Linked DNA regions of Mus musculus: region 2 is linked to region 1. The links are chromatin contacts, called in public promoter capture Hi-C maps. All regions are on one chromosome and are shown on one strand. The core of a region is the stretch at or near the end of the contact, and the rest is flanking DNA. Distances in the headings are between cores, read along the strand shown. Region 1 overlaps Pcid2 (PCI domain containing 2). Region 2 overlaps Tfdp1 (transcription factor Dp 1).

What was found. Capture Hi-C pulls out chosen DNA fragments and counts their contacts.
Region 2: a promoter capture Hi-C map of pancreatic islet shows a contact between it and region 1. The contact joins two enhancer-like sites. A contact is called at or near these places in 1 of 484 Hi-C or Micro-C datasets (the G1E-ER4 cell line) and 2 of 9 other capture datasets (adipose tissue and pancreatic islet).

The regions. Positions count from the first base shown.
Region 1 is chr8:13,083,392-13,088,526 of GRCm38.p6, reverse strand. Pcid2 (PCI domain containing 2) reads left to right here. Exons shown (of 14, transcript NM_178708.3): 8 at 2,201-2,276; 9 at 3,063-3,204. Among named protein-coding and RNA genes, the nearest start is that of Pcid2, 19 kb to the left of the region's middle. Within about 2 kb of position 2,181, at least 2 of the 459 cell types and tissues checked have an H3K27ac peak or open chromatin away from gene starts, as enhancers often do. A contact at or near this core is called in pancreatic islet, where this site is marked.
Region 2 is chr8:13,370,272-13,375,406 of GRCm38.p6, reverse strand. It overlaps Tfdp1 (transcription factor Dp 1), which reads right to left. Exons shown (of 12, transcript NM_001291765.1): 6 at 4,761-4,926; 7 at 4,385-4,528; 8 at 3,987-4,055; 9 at 2,790-2,941; 10 at 2,305-2,471; 11 at 1,484-1,562. Among named protein-coding and RNA genes, the nearest start is that of Atp4b, 24 kb to the left of the region's middle. Within about 2 kb of position 2,011, at least 76 of the 459 cell types and tissues checked have an H3K27ac peak or open chromatin away from gene starts, as enhancers often do. A contact at or near this core is called in pancreatic islet, where this site is marked.

The sequences.
Region 1 (5,135 bases), core at 932-3,431:
GTGAGAACATTGACCTAGCGAGCAAGTGTCTTTTTGGGCTACCGGTTGGAACAATTTATGAGAGAGAGCAGGTAGAGCAGCTAGCTGGGCAGCTGGCATAGAGCAGGCCTTGTTCTGTGGACAGCGGACAGCATTTACACCAGTGTCATTGGAGACAGTTCACTTCCCTGCCATGAGTACCCTGCAGTTTCTGCTGTGTCCTGAGTTTGAGCTCTGAGTCCCATGTTCCCAGAAGCTGCCACTGGTCCAGCACCCCTGCAGTCAGGGACTACTTGGAGGGGAGTCACAGAACTAATTCAACTCTGAGTTTTGTTTTCCCAATGTTTTATCATGAACATCTACAAATATTCAGCAGAATTGAGGTAATTTTATAGGACGACCTCTAACTACCACTTCTGTGAGTTTATTACGCTTGTTCTTGTCTGTGTCTTCTCCCTGTCCATTTGTCAAATTATCTCAATATTTCTCTTCATCCTTTTTTTAGAAAAAGCACATTTTTATACACATTTTCCTCCAAGGACTCCAAGTTCCTGTTTGACTTTTGGGGTGAAGTAGACCTTCAGAACCACACAGACCCTGCTGTGCTGAGTTTGACGTTGGCGCCTTTGGTAGGGCCTGGTCAGCAGTGTCCTGGCGTTTCTTCACCAGGGCCACTCAGTTGTTATTTACCGTAAGGTCACCTGTGAGAGCTTCTGCAGAGGGTTTGTCACTCTCTGTGACTCCCTCCTTGGGCTCCTCCTTATGTGTTTACAGAGGATTTTTGTGGTGCTGTTGCTAGGAAAAAAAAATGTTCTTCCAAAAATGCCTCCTATCAATCTCCACCTATAGAGTTTTGCTAATGCTGCAGAGGGCCTGCAGTTGTTTAACGGGGTTAGAATTCTGGGGCTGCTTTTTCTTCTCTTGGCAGCTGTAGTAAACTTCACTGATGGTGTTCAAGAGAATAGACTCCCAAGGGCCCTTTGTCTCTGGATTCTGAGCTAGAAGCCGTGAGGGCAGATACTCAGGGTAGGGAGCTGACTTGGGACAAGGACGCCTCAACAGCTGAGGTCCCTCTCTTCCTCTCCGTTCTTTCTGGGGAAAGTGGTCCAGGTCTTCTTGCTCTTGGAGGACATGCAGGCCGTGAGGTCCACCACCCTGTTGCTGTAGTGTTGTTTGTTGTCATACCAAGAAATGATCTTTACAGAGTTGTCATTGAGAGAAATGCCAGCCCCAGCATCCAAGGTAAAACGGTGGGTTTCACTGTTAAAGTCACAGGAGACAGCCTGGTTCTCACTGTAGCCTGGGATGCCCTTCAGTGGGCCTTCTTCTTGATGCCATCATCCTTGTCAGCTTTCTTCAGGTGGCACAGCAGATCCACAGCAGACATACCGGGGATAAGAACACAGACGGCCATGCTTGCCCCTGAGCAACCTGTTGGTTCTGGGGTGACCTCGCGCATAGTCTTGGCAGTACCAGTGAATCCAGGGATGATACTCTGAGTATCCTCAGCCGTATACCACGGCTTTCCAGAGGGGCTGTCCACAGTCTTGTGGATGGCGGTGATAGCGTGGATGACCTCAGCCGTCCGTGACGGGGCTGAACAAGGTGGAGGTGCAGGAGACATTGCTAACAAAGCTGAGAGAGTTATCCTACTTGTCACGGTTCACACCTATCACAGTCACAGGGTCATCAGCACAAGGTAGATAGGATAACCTTTTGTCTCTATTCTCCATGATGGTGAAGACACAGTAAGCTCCACAACACAGTGGGCACCAGCACCGCCTCATCTGATGTTGGCCGGATTTCACTCCTGGAAGATGGAGCTGGCCTTCCCATTGATGACAGGTTTCCTGTTCTGTCTTGACTGTGCCATGGAACTTGCTGTGGATAGAGTTGTGCTGGGACATGGAGACCTTGAGGTCAATGAGGGGGTCACTGATGGCAGCGACATCCACAACAGTCAGCACGGAAGGCAGCTCTGGTGACCAGGTGCCTGCTGTGGCTAAACCCATTCACTCCGGCCTTTGCCACTGCATGTCAGGGAAGAGACTGGCAGGAGAAGACACAGCTGTCTCTGGGACAGGGGGAGCAGAGCTGCTCTTTCCTCTTTAACTTTACCTTTTCTTTGATGACTCTGGCTGAGGCTTTCTCTCACAGTAGTAATTAGTCCTGGCAAACGGTTTATTCTGTAATTGATCATGTTTGTTTGCTCTTCCTGTAGCCGTGCCGGCATAGAAGACTCTAAGAAGTGGGGGATGCTGTTCCTGGTGAACCAGCTATTTAAAATCTACTTTAAGGTTTGCTTTGCATGAGTTTCTGTAAAGTCTTGTTTTCTATCTGCCTAGGTAAATTACTGGTTTAGTTTGCCTTCTGACATGTGTTAGGAAGAGATCCTGACCACGCCCACATTAACAATCCTAACAGCTGTTAGTCATTCCGTGCCTTCTGAGGGCCAGGGCTCCATGGAGAAAGCACGCAGCATTCTGTGCCACAGAAGCCAGTAAGAACTGGAGGTTCATGAAGACGTGATTTAGGATCGCTAGTGGGAATGCAGCTCCTTCAGACACACGCTCTGAGCTCTTGAGTGAGCACACACTGAGTGTGGGGCGGGAGTCCTGAACATTTGGTAACTGGTCCTTGTGATGGAGCCGGCCTCTGGGTATATGTGGCCACTTGAGCCTTCGTCCTGCGTTGTAATATCAACTTTATGGAACGAGGGGGATATATAGATATATGGATGAACAAAGGAGTCAAGTTGGCTTCATAAAGACAAGTGGGCACAGGGCAGCCCGTCCCACGTCACTGAGAATCTGTCTTTCACTTCATGGGACATTTAGTGTGTCCTCACCAGTGTGTGGCTGAGTGCAGGTGTTTACCTGGACATTTGCTAGCTCCCCTTACAGAGTCCAAGCTTCTCCATTGTATGTTGTCTGTACCAGGTAGTTTTTTGTTTCTTATTGAAATTTTGATGACTTTGAAATTTATATTAAAAAAGTAAGCCAGAAGTTCATGTCTGTCCTTTTGTCTGCCTGTTCTGTTGATATTGCTTATGAATGTTTTAAATGGTTTCTTCTTTATTATAGATCAACAAACTCCATTTGTGTAAACCTCTTATCAGAGCCATCGACAGCTCGAATCTGAAAGATGACTATAGCACAGCGCAGAGGATCACGTACAAGTACTACGTGGGGCGCAAGGCCATGTTTGACAGTGACTTCAAGCAAGGTACGGTGATGACACTATTCCGTGTCTGGGTAAGATGTGTTCTGCCTTACTGACATTGATGTCGCAGAGAATATAAGACTGTATTTTATTAAGGTGAGACGTATGTATAATCCAAGTCCAAATTGTGTGTGAGAGAGAGAGAGAGAGAGCGCGCGAGCAAGTGAGCATGCACATGCACCCCCATGTGAATGTATGCCGTGTGTGTTGTGCAGGTCCCCACAGAAGTCAGAAGAAGGTGTTTGAGCCCCTGGAGCAGGACTTACAGGTGGAACTGAACTTGGGTCCTTTGGAAAAGCAGGAAGCACTTTTGACTACCTAGTCATCTGTCCAGTCTCCTCTTTGCTTTGTTTTTTGAGACAGGGTCTCACTCTGTAGTACAAGCTGTCTTGGAATTCACTATGTAACCTAGACTATCCTCAAATTCATGGTTATCCTCCGGCCTCAGGCTCCTGAGTGTCCTGGAATTACAGGGGGTACCACACCTAGATTTATTGTATTTTTGAAATTTATTATTTTGTGTATGTGTGTGTGTGTGTGTGTGTGTGCATGTGTGTGGTGTGATTTTTTTGGTGTGTGTGTGTGCGCCATGGCTGGTGCACAGAGGGCAGATGACAACCTGAGCTGGCTCTCCCCGCCCATTTTTACGTGGGTTAGCTACCACAGAGTTGGAACTAGAAAGCCATTAGCTTGCTGTCCTCTCACGACGCATGTGTCCCTCCCCCGCAGTCTGTCCTTCTGTAGTATCCAGTGCTGCTGTTCTGAGTGGCCTCCCTGTGCCTTGCAAGTGTAACTAACGAGTGAACAGTATGCTGTTTGTGTGCATTTTATTCTCTGCATCTGCTGATGGATGTCTGGATTGTTCCATATCCTTGCTATAGTATGTAGAGCAGCAGTGAACCTGGATGTGTGATATCTGTGTGATAGGCATAGAGGGCTCTGGTGTGTGCCCAGGTGTGGAATGCCTGCAGCAGGTAAAGTTCTGTCTTTTAAGACCGATTTACATATAGCAGCATTGATTTGCACTCCCACCAGCAGTGAATAAGGGTTTGTCTTTCCCCACATCATCTTTCATGTTTGTTTAAAATCTTTTTTAAAAAATACTTTTTAAGATTTATTTTATTTTTGAGTTAATTATATGTATGTGTATTGGGAGAGGGGTTATTTGCATGCCTTGTTCATAGAGGCCAGACGATTCAGATCTCCTGGAGCTATAGTGAGAGGCATTTGTGAGCTACCAGATATAGGTGCTAGAACCTGGAACTGAACTCAGGTCCTCTGGAAGAATAGTATGGGCTTTTAACCCCTTAGCTATCTCTCCAAGTCAGTTGATGACAGATTTCATGATGGCAGCCATTCTGACTGTGGTGAGGTGTAATAGCAAAAGTAGTGCAGCGTGCATTATCAAGATGCCCATGCGCTCCCTTCCCCAGGAAATAGCAGGAGGGTAGCTTCGGAGGGGTGGCTGCTTAGGCTCCTTTGCAGTCAAGCCTCGTTTCCTTTTCTTCTTTGTTTTTAGTAGGTGATCAAGTTTCTACAGAAGGGGTTTCCTTGATCATTGCCCATTTCTCTTTTCATCTTAAACAGAAAGCCTAAGTTAGGAGCATTGAAGATGGCATCTCATTGATGTGGTGTTCCTAAGAGAGCTCAGTGATACTTGGGGATCCATAAGATAGCCGGGGTTGGTTTATTCACACTGCCACCCTGATGTAGCCAGGGTTGGTGTATTCACACTGCCACCCTGATGTAGCCGGGGTTGGTGTGTTCACACTGCCACCCTGATGTAGCTGGGGTTGGTGTATTTACACTGCCACTCAGCATTTTCTCTTCCAGCTCTTCCAATTTACTTTAAGCCTGAGTGGTCTTGAGCCTTGCCTTTGGGATTGCTGAACTATTTTGTGCTCTGAAAAAGGCTAGGCCTGGGCTGGTGAGAT
Region 2 (5,135 bases), core at 762-3,261, 290 kb before region 1:
AAGAGCAGTGGCTCTTCTTGCAGAGGACCTGGGTTCAATTCCCAGCACTGATGTGACAGCTCACAAGTCTGTGACTCCAGTTCCAAGGACCTAACACCCGCTATGGCTTCCTCGGGTGCCTGATACACACATGGTATGCAAAGATTCATGTAGACGAAATACGAATACGCTGCACAAATTTAAAGAAAGTTACACTTGGCAGTATCTTCTCATAACCTAGAACCAGGAGGCCAGAGGAAGCCTGTTAGCCAGCTTAGCCAATCAGTGAGGAACACTGTTTTACACACGCATGCACTCGCGCGCGCGCACTACCACCACCACCACCACCACCACCACCACCACCACAGCAAGCAGGAAGGCAGCACATGAAGCTGAGGAGCTCCGGGTAACTGAAAGCTGCTGGGGAAGGAAGTCAGTCTTGTTCATGGATGTGGGCCCTAAGCGGCCACCAAGCGCCAATAGACACCCTGCACATACTGACAACACTACACAGACCGGGGGTGGGGGGTGGACAGCGACAGTGAGAACAAGGAGAGTTGGAGGAGGGAATAAGGGTAGATTTGGTCACAATACATTACACAAGTGTATAAAAATTGAATAAAACACTTTTTAAAAATAAACTATAAAGGAGACTGAGACAAGGGAATGGCAAGACCTGGCCTGGTTGTGGAGTGAGGCTGTCTTAACTAAAAAATAAAAAAAGGGTGAGTACCACCACCTGCTAGGCTGACCTGAGTTCCATCCCAGGATCCCACGCCCTCTGACCTCCACAGGTACACCATGTGCACGCCCACACTCACATCACACATGAAACAGGTTTTAAACCTGGGCCACACAAGCCTAGAAACCAGAGTGTGATCCTTGGAACCATGTAAAGGTGGGAGCGAACCACACGCACACAGGCCTCTTCTGACCTCCACATTTGCCCACATACATCACACACAAATAGTAACAATAAAAGATTTCTTTAGAAATGTCAAGTATATAGAAGCAGAAAATAAAACTGTACACACACTGTACGGTGAGACACATCTTAAGAAAACAAGTAAAGAGCCATTAAAAACAAAACAAAACCAGTCAGGCCGTGGTGGCACACACCTTTAATCCCGGCAGAGGCAGGTGGATCTCTGAGTGTGAGGCCAGCCTGGTCTACAGAGCAAGCTCCAGGACTGTGTGGGCCACACAGACAAACTCTATCTAAAAAAAACCAAACCAAACCAAACCAAACCAAAAGCACCCTTGTCACTTTCCCTGCCAACGACAGTGAACACAGGTAGGTTTGCGCCCCCCCCCCCTTTACTGTGTTAACACTTTTTAAAAAGTAAAAACCATGAATTACTTAATTGGGGGCGGAGGGTGCTGTGGGATCATTTTATGGGGACAAGCACTGTGTTCCCTTGCCTGAGCAGACAATTACCTGGGCCAAGCTCAGTTCAGCCTATCTGAAACACAGTAAGGCTGCCCCACCCCCAGCTGCTGTCACCTGGCAGAAAGCCTTGTGCCATTGGATGTAGAACCTGTTGTCGTGACGAATACTCCACCAATGGATCCCTGAGCCATTTCTGAAAAGAGACAGAAGCAGATAATAATAAAACTGGGCAGTCAAATGTGGTGGCACCTGCCTTGAACCTCATAACCTGTGAGACAGATCTCTGAGCCGGCCAGAGGCAGAGACCAAACAAAACTCCTGAAACCCAGAATGTGAGAGAGAAGCAAGCCTGCATGACCAGACAGAGCTTGGGGGAGCTCTGTGGATAGCCTGCCAGCTTGCTCTCCCTGCCCTGTGTGAGAACCAGGGGTGGCTGGGTCCCAGGCAGCACACATGTCTGCTCGGGAGTTTCCCCGTGCCGCTCTGTGTACAGTAGCACCAGAGAGTAGAAACAGGGACTAAGAGCATGAACGGGCAGCATAGCACCTTCCACCTCAGACTCATGCAGCTACAAGGCAGAGCCCGGGCCAAGCCCCAGGCCTGCAAGTGCTCCAGTGTGGGCAATGCCTTACACAGGACAGGATGATGCTCATGCAACCTGGGACAGCCTCAGAAAGCAAGCACACATCATGCATTTTTGACCGTTGACAGGATCTTTCATGACTCATCACAAGACTAGCGTGACCTGATGACTCAGCAAAGTCACCAAATTAGAAGCCCAGGGAACTGAGAGCCCTGCCTCATGCTGCCCTGACTGCTGGGCTCCAAGGACCAACCGATGGCCTTGGGAGGGAGGGCAGCAGGCCTGTCATCTCCCATCCTCACTCGGCAGACACCCAGGCACTCAGGATGGCCAGCCACAGGGCACAACTAACCTGTCACGTATGGTTCTAGAGCTTTTGGTACCAAACTTCTGGCCACCTTGAGGTCTTCAGCAGAGCAGTTGCCAGACTCCAGCCCACATGCCATGCCCATGCGCTTGAGCACCTCAATGTCATCGTGGATCTCAAACGTGTTGTCAAAGTTAAACAGATACTCAAATCTGTTGGGGAAAGGCACTGTGAGGATTACGAAGCTTCCAAGAGCAGGCAGTAAATCCACCCCCCACTCCCACCCTCCATCCCAGACCCCATAACTACTGAATTTCTCTAAAACAGTTCAAACTAGGGAATGAAAGACATGTCACTGCATAGTGATGGCCCTGGGCTGGGACACAGTGCTGCCTGCACGTGGCATGGGTGCCAGGACCACCAGAGACCATAGCTGCTGTTACTAAGCAGCCGTAAGACTGAACCCTGATAACCAAGTATCTGTTTCTTCCCCTGAGGAGCTGCACTTAGAGGGCCCACTGAGGACGAACTTGTCATTGGAGATGCTGCAGTCAATGACTGTCTTCCTGCTGGTGTTGACAATGATGAAGGGCAAGTGGATGACAGAGTTGGGAGGAGGCGGCCTGCGGGCCTGCTGCTCAGCTTGGCGATTTCTCTGCACCAAGTTCTTGAAGGCAATTTGCTGAAAAAGACCAACACAGCCCCCCCATAGATGTCAATACCAGTAACATGATCCCTTCCTTCCTGCAGATAGTGGGAACCTGGGTGTTGAGAGGTCGGCCTGTAGCAGCCTGTGGCATCTGCTCACAGCCTATAGGGGACAAGGAGCACAGGAAAGCAGTCACATGAATGACTTGCTAGAGGACACTCGGTCCTACGCTAACCCTTGTAGCACACGAAGGACCTCTTTGCAGCTGTGCAGGGATGAACCCAGAGCCAATGGTCCAGTCCTGAAGTCCACATGGACACAAGACTCTGATCTAACCCTGCCGACCACACTCCTCCCTCTACAGTGGAGATGCTCTCATAAAGACACATGTGTCTACACAGTATGAGGCCCTTCTCCACATGACAGGGGACAGGCAAGAGAGGGCAGGAAATGGGAGTGTGTTGGGCCACTGCCTACCCAGCTTCTTCTCCCTTCTGAAGCCAGGATCTTCCTGGAACCCTGAACCAGCCCTGCCACGCATGCAACCTCAGGCTGAGCACACAGGGAAGGAAGGAAGGAAGAGCACATCACCGTCACCGGGCCCCAACTCCATTCCTCCATCGTCACATCATTTCAGGCAGGTAACAAGGCCTGGTGAGGGGCTGGGATGATGCTGGCACCTCCCACTCTGGCTACCAGGCGCTCTGGATACTATGCTCACCTCAGGCTGGTGGCCAGTCACCCCACAGTACCATGGCTACGCTTTCTGGAAGGTTCTAGCACATCTCAATCTGCTCTGCCATGAGCCCTGCACACACTAACTTCACTGAATCCCCAGGTCTCTTACGAGAAGTCCAACTCCCAGGGCCACTTCACATGAACACGGACAACCTTAACCACCATGCTTTCCCTGGGCAGTAACCAATGAAGCCCAACATCTACAGAGTGCGTGACATGCCTGGTGCATTGGATGTCACGCCAAGGAGCTTATGCTCAGTCAAGCCTCTCTGAGAACAAGGCCCGTGTGGCCAACAGCCTGTTTCCAAGGAGGACATGGGGACGCTCAAAAAGGCCGTACCTGCAGGATGAGCTCCTGGAGCTGTGACTGCTTCTGTTTGATCCTCTCCAGCCTCCTCTGCCTCTCTACCTGCAGACACACAGTGAGGAGGGACACTCAGCACGCACACTGACAAACCCATTCTGCTAGGCCCATGGGCACTTTCACCAAGAGCACAGCTACCGTGTACAGACACAGCCGAAGCTCTAGATGAAGACCAGTGTTCCTGTAACTTCCACAGCACGCTGACCCTTTCCTTTCTTACACACACACACACACACACACACACACACACACACACACACATTAAAAACTGTCTTGTAACAGGGACTACTAAATGCATCATCGCATCCACTCAGCCACCTGGTATAGCTCTCTCAAGTGACCAAGGACAATGGACGCCTGCTTAGGCAGTGCACCTCTAAGTTCTGGCACTCCTGAGCTGAGTTGGTGGGCAGGCCGATCCATTTGATCTCCTTCTTCTCCTTGGAGATGATGTTCATGGCCATTAGCACATTTAAGGCATCGTAGACACGCCGCCGGATGTTCTTCTGGTCATAAGCCTAGACGACAGAGCAACAGCCTCCTTGGTGATCCAATGGCTTGGAAATTCACACCTGAGGTTCATACCACGAGCATGTCCCGAGGGGATTTTCCTGGCCCACCCACTCTGTCCTGCTTCATGCCTTAAACCTGAGGGTTTCCTAGCCCCCATCACTGCCTCAGCTTGACAGGCTGAACCACGCTATACTGAGTGGCTGCAAGTCAAGCCCCATGTCTTGCCAGAACACTTACTGATTCGTTTGGTAGAATGTGGTTGTCGGCAGCGCTGAACTCTGCCACCAGCTCGTCAGCCACCTCATTGTAGGAGGTGGTTCCTTTCCTCTGCACCTTCTCACACACCTTCATGGAGAAATGCCGCAGGCCCTTGCCATTCTTCTCGCCCTTCCTGTTCCGCTTCCTTAAACACCAGAAAAACAGATACCGTTAGTAGTCACGGGAGCCAGAAGCAAAGTCACTTTCAGAGAAGGCCTAGGCTGCAGAGGCCCATTTTTCCCACAGCCCCACCATAGGCAGCAGGGACTCCGCCCTAATATATCAAGGACATTGGCAAGTATCAATGTTTCTCAGGTCAGAAAAGAACATGTATGAGGCCAGTTCACACACCTG